Linked DNA regions of Danio rerio: region 2 is linked to region 1. Evidence: chromatin contacts called from public Hi-C data. All regions are on one chromosome and are shown on one strand. Each heading gives the region's core, a stretch centred on a gene start, on an enhancer-like site or on the middle of the called end of the contact. The rest is flanking DNA. Distances are from core to core; before and after follow the strand shown.

Region 1 (4,920 bases), core at 792-3,291:
GGAGAAAGTTTTACTACTTTTAGTTTGGCTGCAATTATATATATATGTATATATATATATATATATATATATATATATATATATATATATATATATATATATATATATATATGTGTGTGTGTAAATATATATATATATATATATATATATATATATATGTATGTATGTATATATATATATGTATATATATATATATATATATATATATATATATATATATATATATATATATATATATATATTATATATATATATATATATATATATATATATATATATATATATGTATATGTATATATATATATATATATATATATATATATATATATATATATATATATATATATATGTATATGTATATATATATATATATATATATATATATATATATATATATATATATATATATATATATATATATATGTATGTATATATATATATATATATATATATATATATATATATATATATATATATATATATATAAGAACAATCATTTTAAGGTCAATATTATTAGCCTCCTTAAGAAATACTTTTTTTTCCATTTGCTAAACATTAAAACACTGTTGTCTAATTGCTTGCCTAATCAATTAACCTTACTTGCCTAATAAACCTAGTTGAGCCTTTAAATTGCACTACTGCAAAATAACTAGTCCAGTGGTTCCCTAAGTGGGGGTCGCGAGACATTGAACATATTATTAAACTATTAGAACTACCATATTTCATCCATAACCTACAGAAGATAAAATACTATTTGGTTACATATTTAAAAAACAACATGGAAAAAAAAGCCATCAGCCTTTCATTTTTTTCCATTGGATTGCAACCCCTGGGTTGTTTTGGTTATATTAATGACACAGCAATGTTGTCAGATGCAGCAGATTGATTTTATGGCATAATGTTCAACTTTGACACCTATACACACTCACATACATTAAAAAAAGGCCACAACTGAACATGGAGGATGATCAAAATCTCCTTAACAAATTAATAATGACAGAAAAAAAAGGTTGTTAGACTGCTGCACTTTTTTGTGCTGTTAATATGCTCATGTGTATTTAGTTCCTATTGGTGTTTGTGCACATTGTGTGCAATGTTTGTATGTTTATAACCACCTTCGAGAATAGTGGGGGTTGTGAGTAACTGGAATTGTTATTTTGAGGGTCGAGGGCTTAAAAAATTTGGGAACTGCTGACCTAGTTAAATATTATGTACTGTTATCATGGCAAAGACAAAAGAAATAAGAAAGGAGTTATTGACTTATAAGTAATGAGTAAATGAGTTCTCTCTGTTAAACGACACTTGGGAAATATTTTCAAAAGAATGAAAATTTCAAATGAGGGCTAATAATTTGGACTTCAATGTGTATATCTGCATAGTTTGTGATTGAACAGTAGCATTTTGGTGAGGGGTTTATCATCAACTGCCTTAAAAATTGAGTCAAATAAACGTAGTGAGATTCTTTGTTTCAGCTTAAGATGTTGAGTTTCACAATATTCAACAAAACTCAACATCTTAAGCTGAAACAAAGAATCTCTCTAAGTTGAGTTGACACATTTTCAAGGCAGCTGGTGAACTTAAGTTTATAAATGTAACCAAGTGAAACGTTTTACAGTGAAAATTTTGAAAACACCTTACAATAAGGTCTAATTTGTTAATATTATTTATTATAAACTATTGGACATTATATTTTTGTTCACAAATAAACTACAAACAAAACATTTTACAGAATTTATTAACTTGTAAATCTTATAACACTAATGTTAACAATTCAAACCACATTGTGATGTCTAACCAAAAAATCTCACATCCTGAATACTGATCTGTCTAACCTGAGCAAATGGATCAGTTTCCATCACTTTATACTAATGTTTTAATTCTAAATCCAATAAAGATTTCTGTGCAGTACTTTAGAAGGCCTCAGTGTTTAGTTTGCCTAAATATCCCAGTTTCTCTGCCCCTCTTCCTGTAGAGCTGTATCCTGCAGGTGGAGTTCACCAAGCCTGATCGTGGTGGGCTGGGCTTTGCACTGGTGGGCGGAGTCAACGGCAGCACACTGAGAGTGAAGGACATATGCTGTGGGGGCGTGGCTGAGCAGGACGGTCGTCTTCGAGTGGGTGACATCCTTCTGGAGGTGTGTGTCAATCTTTTGCTCAGTTAACACATTTACATGCACAACTAATATGCTGATAACTTAAATCAAATCAAGCTTATAAAAATCAACTGAAATAACCCGTTGTCATGGTTTACATGCAAGACTTTATTATTACATCAGAATATTTTCCCCTGAATATTTAAATTTCTAATCTTACTAAAGATAATCTATAGGAAGCATTCTGTATATGTTGTTTTTAGATTGTTTTTTAAATAACCAATATTCAACGTCCCGGAAACGCAAATTTTATGGTTGCAAATAATAATTTAAGAGTAACCATGAGAGAACGTTCTCTATAGATGTGTTTTCTTTAAAATAACCACCCTACAATGTTCTGGGATTGTTATTTCATGGTTATCAAACAAACTAAAAAGAATGTTGACGTAAAGTCAGTTTTTGGTTCTTGAAAAAATAATAAACAGGAACCAAAAACATATATTAGGGGAACATTAAGTGTTTGCTGTTCTGTCACATTCGCAAATCCACACTTCAATAATGATGACAGAAAACATTTCATTGCATTGCTAGGTGAAGTTGGAAAAGGCAAAAATCTAGTTGTGACATAACTTATTCTGATGAAGTAAAAATAGGTTGGCATGTTTACAAGATGTGCACATGCTTTGTTAGGTTATGAAACATAATCAGGTTCAGAACATGCAAGCAAGTAACAAGTAAACACAGATTTTTACATCAGAGCTGTGTGTGTGTGTGCAGGTTAATGGCATCATTGTATCAGGACTGAGCCATAGTAAAGTTGTGGATATTTTGAGGAAGGCGGAGGGCACGGTTCAGCTGACGGTGTGTAGGGACATCCTGCCCATGTCCGCCTGCTCTGCTTCCAACTACCCCACTGAGGCCCATGGGAATTTCAACACACTGAATTCTGCAGGTCAGCAAACTTGATACGACCCGCTCCGGGTATCCCTCCTGTACTGGGGCATCTATTACATTAGATTGACTGCAACATTAAAATATAATATAATTAATGATGCAGTCAATCTAATGATGTGTTTCTTCTAACACTTTTTATAAGTAAGTACCAGGACGAAGTGCTATAAAAAGCAATACCTTATAAATAGTGTATTGTATCAATAGTTATAAACAGTTGCATCCTCAATATATAATAATAAACCAGTATTTAGATTTGATCAGTTTTTACATTGTACCTAAACTCTAAATTAAAAAAAATTTGTAATACATGCTTTTCAAAGGTTTGATAAGAGAAGGATTTATTAATGAGTTTATAAATTTTTTATGAAATTTTTACTTTAATACTTTTTCAGCACAGATCCTTTTAGTTGAATTAAAATGACAATGAATGTTTCACAATATTTCTATTTAAAATAATGAAAAAATAAACTTAATTTAGAAATCCTTAATAAATGTATTACTTTCCACAAGTTGTAATAAGCTGCAAAATACTTGATAACATTTACAATGATAATAAGTGTTTATTACAATAATTTTAGGTAAAACCTAAAGATGATGGCAGTTTAAAAAATTTTCTATTTTATCTATTTTCTATTACAAAAAATATATTTAAAATGTGTATAAAATTTTATCCATCAATTTAGATCCCTAAACATTTGAACAGTAGCGTATGTTACAAATATTAATTTCACATTTTTTCATCATTAAATTAGATATTGTAATTTGTAGGATGATGATTAACTATGATTAATTGTTATACATAAAAATCTGATAAACAAATTAAAATCATTTCAACATTGTTATATGTGATACCATTTGTCATGATTAGGGATTAATCACTGGACCGATGCTTGCTAACCCCCACAGGGTTCCGATTAGAGAACTAGAGTCAGTAGTAGATGAAATATAGCTTTAATGATTGCTCAAATGGACATATGTAAGGTTTTTAAGAACAAACTTGATACGACCTGCTCTGTAATCATTAATAAAATATAATTAAAAATGCAGTTAATCTAATAATGTCTTCCTCATAACACTTTTTATAAGTAAGGACCAGGAGGAAGTGCTATTCAAAGCAATACCTTATAAATAGTGGATTGACAAAAAATAGAAAATAGAACAATAGCATTATCGATAGATAAATCAGTGTTTAGATTAGATCCGTTTTTAAAATTTTAACAAAACTTTCAAGAAATATTTTTCATGCAAAATATGTGCTTTTCAAAACTTTAAGAAAAGAAAGATTTATTTTTAATAATAAATGCTTTAATACTTTTTCAGCACATATCCTTAAGCTGAATTAAATTGACTATAAATGTTTGACAAAATTTCTGTTTTAAATAATTAATAAAACACGCTTATAATAACACTCTTACAATTATAATAAGTGTTTATGGGCGAAGCAGTGGCGTAGTAGGTAGTGCTGTCGCCTCACAGCAAGAAGGTCGCTGGTTCGAGCCTCGGCTCAGTTGGCGTTTTTGTGTGGAGTTTGCATGTTCTCCCTACGTTCGCGTGGGTTTCCTCCAGGTGCTCCGATTTCCCCCACAGTCCAAAGACAAGTGGCACAGGTGAATTGGGTAGGCTAAATTGTCCGTAGTGTTTGAGTGTGTGTGTAAATATGCGTGGATGTTTCCTAGAGATGGGTTGCGGCTGGAAGTGCATCCGCTGCGTAAAAACTTGCTGGATAAGTTGTCGGTTCATTCCGCTGTGGCGACCCCGGATTAATAAAGGGAATAAGCGGACAAGAAAATGAATGAATGAATGAGTGTTTATTATAATCTTTTCTGAAGGTTCGTGAAACCTAAAGATGATGAAAACCTATTTTCCATTACAGA
Region 2 (4,891 bases), core at 2,170-4,669, 140 kb after region 1:
TATAGTTTTACTTTTTTTGGAATGATAAACTTCTATTGATGCTACTGGTTTTATATACAGTATACAGTTAACATCAGAATTATTAGCCCCCCTGAATTATTAGCCACCCCGTTTATTTTTCCCCCAATTTCTGTTTAATGGAGAAAAGAATTTTTCAACACATTTCTAAACATAATAGTTTTAATAACTCATTTCTAATAACTGATTTATTTTATCTTTGCCATGATGACAGTAAATAATATTTTACTAGATATTTCTCAAGACACTTCTATACAGCTAAAGTGACATTTAAAGGCTTAACTAGGTTAATTAGGTTAAATAGACAGGTTAGGGTAATTAGGCAAGTCATTGTATAACAATGGTTTATTCTGTAGACTATCGAAAATAAAATATATAGTTTTAAAGGGGCTAATAACTTGACCTAAAAATAGTTTTTTTTTTTTTTAATTTAAAACTGCTTTTACTCTAGATGAAATAAAACAAATAAGACTTTCTTCAGAAGAAAAAATATTATTAGACACACTGTGAAAACTCCCTTGCTCTGTTAAACATAATTTGGGATATATATATATATATATATATATATATATATATATATATATATATATATATATATATATATATATATATATATATATATATATATATATATATATATATATATATATATATATATATATATATATAAATTCAAAGGGGGACAAATAATTCTGATTTAACTGTATATGCCAATGAACATTTTTTTTAAAGCAAGGAACTTTTCTACAAAATATTCAGTTGGCTTTTACAGTTATTCACACTAGAGAAAACCCTAAAAAATGTTCCTTCCTGACATCACTGCAAAAACCCATGTTTTGACTCTTTTTAAGTGTTTATGTTCTTACACTTTTTATCAATCGCTTACAAGCGCTTACCCATACATTCAGATACTTTTTCTAAACTCTTAACACAGACTTACATCTACAAAACTGCAAAATAGTATCCTTGCAAAATTCCCTCAATAGACCTTTACCCATAATAGCTTCTCAATCATCCCTCTCCACCAAATTGGCTCACTGTCTCTCCACTCCACCTATAGCTGGTGTGTGTTGAGCGCACTGGCGTCATTGTCCTTTGGCTGCCATCACATCATCCAAGTGGATCCTGTACACTGGTGGTGGTGTGGAGAGACCCTCCTCATGATTGTGAAGCGCTTTGAGTGTATGGCCATCTATAATAAATGCGCTATATATATAAATGCACACACATTACAAAACACAGTTGAACAAATTGTTAATTTCTTCTCAAAACAACATATTGTTAATTATATACTAACTCTTTTAAATAAAACACATCTTTCTCTGCCCACACTAACTTTAGCAAAACACTGAAAATCTGACTTAGAATGACTCAGATCTGACTTTTTTCCTTTACTGTTGACTTCAAGAGGTAGAATGGGAACACACTGATAGAACAGAAAATGTTTTACAGCATTGCTTACAGTAAACAAAATATCCATGAAACACACAAGAGCATTTTAAACAAAACAAAACAACAGGAAAAAGCCCAGATAAAAATGGGGGGATATAAAAAAAAGCACAAAATTACTATTTCTAATCTCTGCCATCTTCAGGGTTAGGGCACATGTTTTCATCAACATCACTCCTCAAAGTCCTCCTTTCACTGTATAAGTGTAAATGTAAGTGTAATCTCTGCCACAGAGTCTAAGCCAGAGGTTGGCCCAGTTTCTCCAACATAAATGAGCTGTGTATCAATTATTCAATTGTTTGTTTATTATCAGCTGAGATATATTTATGATATTGATATTATTTTTGAAATTATATAATTGCAGAAGCAGAGTGTGGGATCAACATTCGTAAATACATCAAAAACAATCCATCATTTTGTTGGGAGCTATAGTTTGTCTGTTCAGAAAATGTAAGCACTGGGGAAATATGTTCACTGACTGCATATTGGGTGAAAACGACATTAAAGTGTGAATGGTACGGCCACAAAAGACGCTGTGCTAATTGTGTGTAGAGTTTTGAAACAGGTTGGACAAACGCTTGTAAGCGAGTGAAAAGAACTATGATATAAAAAGAGGCACTAAAAGTGGGACTGCATCAATGCATGATTATTCTACATGCAAAATTAATTAATTTTTAAGGCACTTAAAGAACTTTGAATGTTAATTTTGGGTATTTATTAATCAAGTATTAAATATTTTAGTAGATGACTGCATGTGCAAGATTAGAACAAGCTTAATAGAGTAATTGTGGTATACATTATGCTCAGTTTTAATTTGTGGATGATATAAATTGGCCGCATCTTTAAAAATGAAAATCTGACTTGTTGTGACTGCAGGGCAGCACTACAGTCCTCTAATTTATTTAGCCTTGGGTTCCTGGTAGGCACTTGAATATAAAATGACAGGGTGTCCACCACTGGTACAGGATGCTCAGGCATGACATTTGATATAATATATATTTGTCTTTTCCTTTGTGGAATATGGTAATACACAGTAGTTCTGAAGAGTAAGAAAATATTAAAGTGAAAAATTTTATGTTCATGGGTTGGACTCTTGGTGCTTGTGTGAATGTGTCTTTTGCTTTCAAGAAAATTTTTAAATAATCCCATGTCTTCCCTTTAATTATAGGAAAATAAGATCAATATTATAGCCATTGAGTGTATATGTAGAAAAGGAATGATAAAGTATTCAGTTTTAGAATTGTTTGATCTTGAGCTCAAGATCTGGCAGTGAAAAAAGCAATAGCTTTAAAAGGATATTCCACAAGCCAGCAAAAATATGTGACAATTTTCTAGTAAAATATAAATTTTTTTTAGCTGAATCATGGTCCTTGGTGATGATTTGTCTGTAAATTGTTTGACATGCTTTCAAAAATCAAACATTTACTGCCATTACGTCTAAGTTACATTAAAAACACAGCATTCATTCTGTCCAAATTCTACAGATAACAATAAATCTTCTTGTTTAGCTGTATTTCCCTTTATTTTCACATATGGCTGACAGTCAACCTCGTTCTGCTCTGAAAGGAATTAATACTCAGCAGGAGCTTGATTCCCATCATGTAACTTGACATGATTCATATGGTCTGATGACTGCAGCTCCTTTGGCTGGATGCGCTGAACACTCATGAGAAACATCAGAGTGTTGACAGGAGCCACAAACCTGCAGGCCTCACTGGAGATCTTCACAATAACAGCTACACACTATGACTAACATCCACTGCCTCAGATTCAGAGGAGGCTCGTTCATGTCCATTTACAACAATAATCGAAATACAAGTCTCTTTGTCATGTCAGATTCAAAACTAGGACGTATAAAAACGTAATTATTTTGCAGTTACAAGTTACAACCATTAGTAACGTTTTGAAAGGAATGTACGTTTCAATTTGACCTTTCAATCTCCTGTGAAGAGAAACAGTGCCATCTGTTGGCCAAAACTACCGTTGTACACTAGACAAATTTGAAATAATTGGTTGAAATACGTCTGGCCAGGGCCGGATTAACCAATGGGCCTTATGGGCACAGGCCCAGGGGCCCGTGCGCACTAGGGGCCCCTGCGAGGGGGGAGAAAAAAAGACAATTTCGGAGTGTCTTTTTAGGCTAATTGCAAATAGCGCATCTAGTTGGACTAAGCTATTCGGGGTTTACGCCCATCGATGCCTCATTGATAGAGACAAGATGAGTAAAGAGCTGTGAACTAACACAGCCGCAGTGGCGCACCTTGTAAGGCACACGGCTTCATCTTTTGACGCGATTAATCATAACATCGGTTCGAATCCACCATCAGCTGAACTCGTGCTACTTTTATTTCTCCCCATTACATATCAGATTGGAAATATATTTATTTTTAACAGGAAAGAAACATTTTTTTAAAATAATGCAAATGTGATATAAAGTCACAAGTGTCTCGTGGGTATTTAATAATGTTTAGCCTTATTATAGGCGCCTGCCGCGCCTCCCTCTCTTCAAAAACTATATTGCTCAGACAACTGTATTTCCTCTGAGCAAAAAAATCGCGATCAAATATTAATATTAGTATTATATTTAAATTGCCTTTCTTTCTTTAACTAAACAGAATGCTGTAATTGGTCAAGTGCGGAAACGTCAGTTTTGTAATAACCCGCACTAAACTGAGCGGACTTCAGTGTAACGTTATATCTGTCATAGATCAAAAATGAGTGGACAAGTGGATTTAGCAAACGCGAGAGAAAGAGGAGAGGAGGCATCTTTATTGAGGCATTTTCCATACACACCTTCTTTAAACAGACCTGTGATCAGGAGAATGAGGGTACAGAAGAAGACGTTAACTTTAAATGACGAGTAGCTAGCATTAACCAGGCGGAGGATGCTAACGGCAGCGCAGCGCGGACTGGATCCATCATGTGAGAGACAGACAGAAAAGGAGAGAGAGAGGGAGAGAGAGAGAGAGAGAGAGAAAGGCCCAGAAGAGGAGAGAGACGGGAGAGAAGAGGTATAGTGTGTGTGATTTCGGATACTTTTAGGTTTATAATCAAGCCTTCATCACGAGAAGAGTAGAGAAAATACAGGGAGAGGAGGAGAGAGACAGTAAATCAGTGTTTGTATTATGAAAGACTCAGATTCATAGAACTGGATTGGAGAAGCATTGTGCGTTATATGCCATGGCAATAATATGCTTTATAAGTTTGTAAAAGCAATACACTAAAATACCCTTAAAAAAATAAATTATATATATATGTGTGTGTGTGTGTGTGTGTGTGTGTGTGTGTAGTTTTATTAGTATTTTTATTTAATGCTTTGAAAAATAATTTAAATCTTTGCAGACTATAAATACATATGTACTATATATCATTTATTTAAATATGTGGGCAACAAATTATAGATTCATTTTATTTAAAAATTATT

The links. Hi-C and Micro-C count contacts between places; a contact is called where the count stands out from the background.
Region 2: a Hi-C map of embryo shows a contact between it and region 1, with 2.6 times the contacts expected there. The contact joins two enhancer-like sites. A contact is called at or near these places in 2 of 18 Hi-C or Micro-C datasets (embryo and fibroblasts).

The regions. Positions count from the first base shown.
Region 1 is chr13:34,607,135-34,612,054 of GRCz12tu, forward strand. It overlaps ptpn20 (protein tyrosine phosphatase non-receptor type 20), which reads left to right. Exons shown (of 47, transcript XM_073920136.1): 37 at 1,973-2,134; 38 at 2,870-3,044. Among named protein-coding and RNA genes, the nearest start is that of mapk8a, 44 kb to the left of the region's middle. Within about 2 kb of position 2,042, at least 13 of the 62 cell types and tissues checked have an H3K27ac peak or open chromatin away from gene starts, as enhancers often do.
Region 2 is chr13:34,743,197-34,748,087 of GRCz12tu, forward strand. No RefSeq gene overlaps it. Among named protein-coding and RNA genes, the nearest start is that of rrp12, 31 kb to the right of the region's middle. Within about 2 kb of position 3,420, at least 13 of the 62 cell types and tissues checked have an H3K27ac peak or open chromatin away from gene starts, as enhancers often do.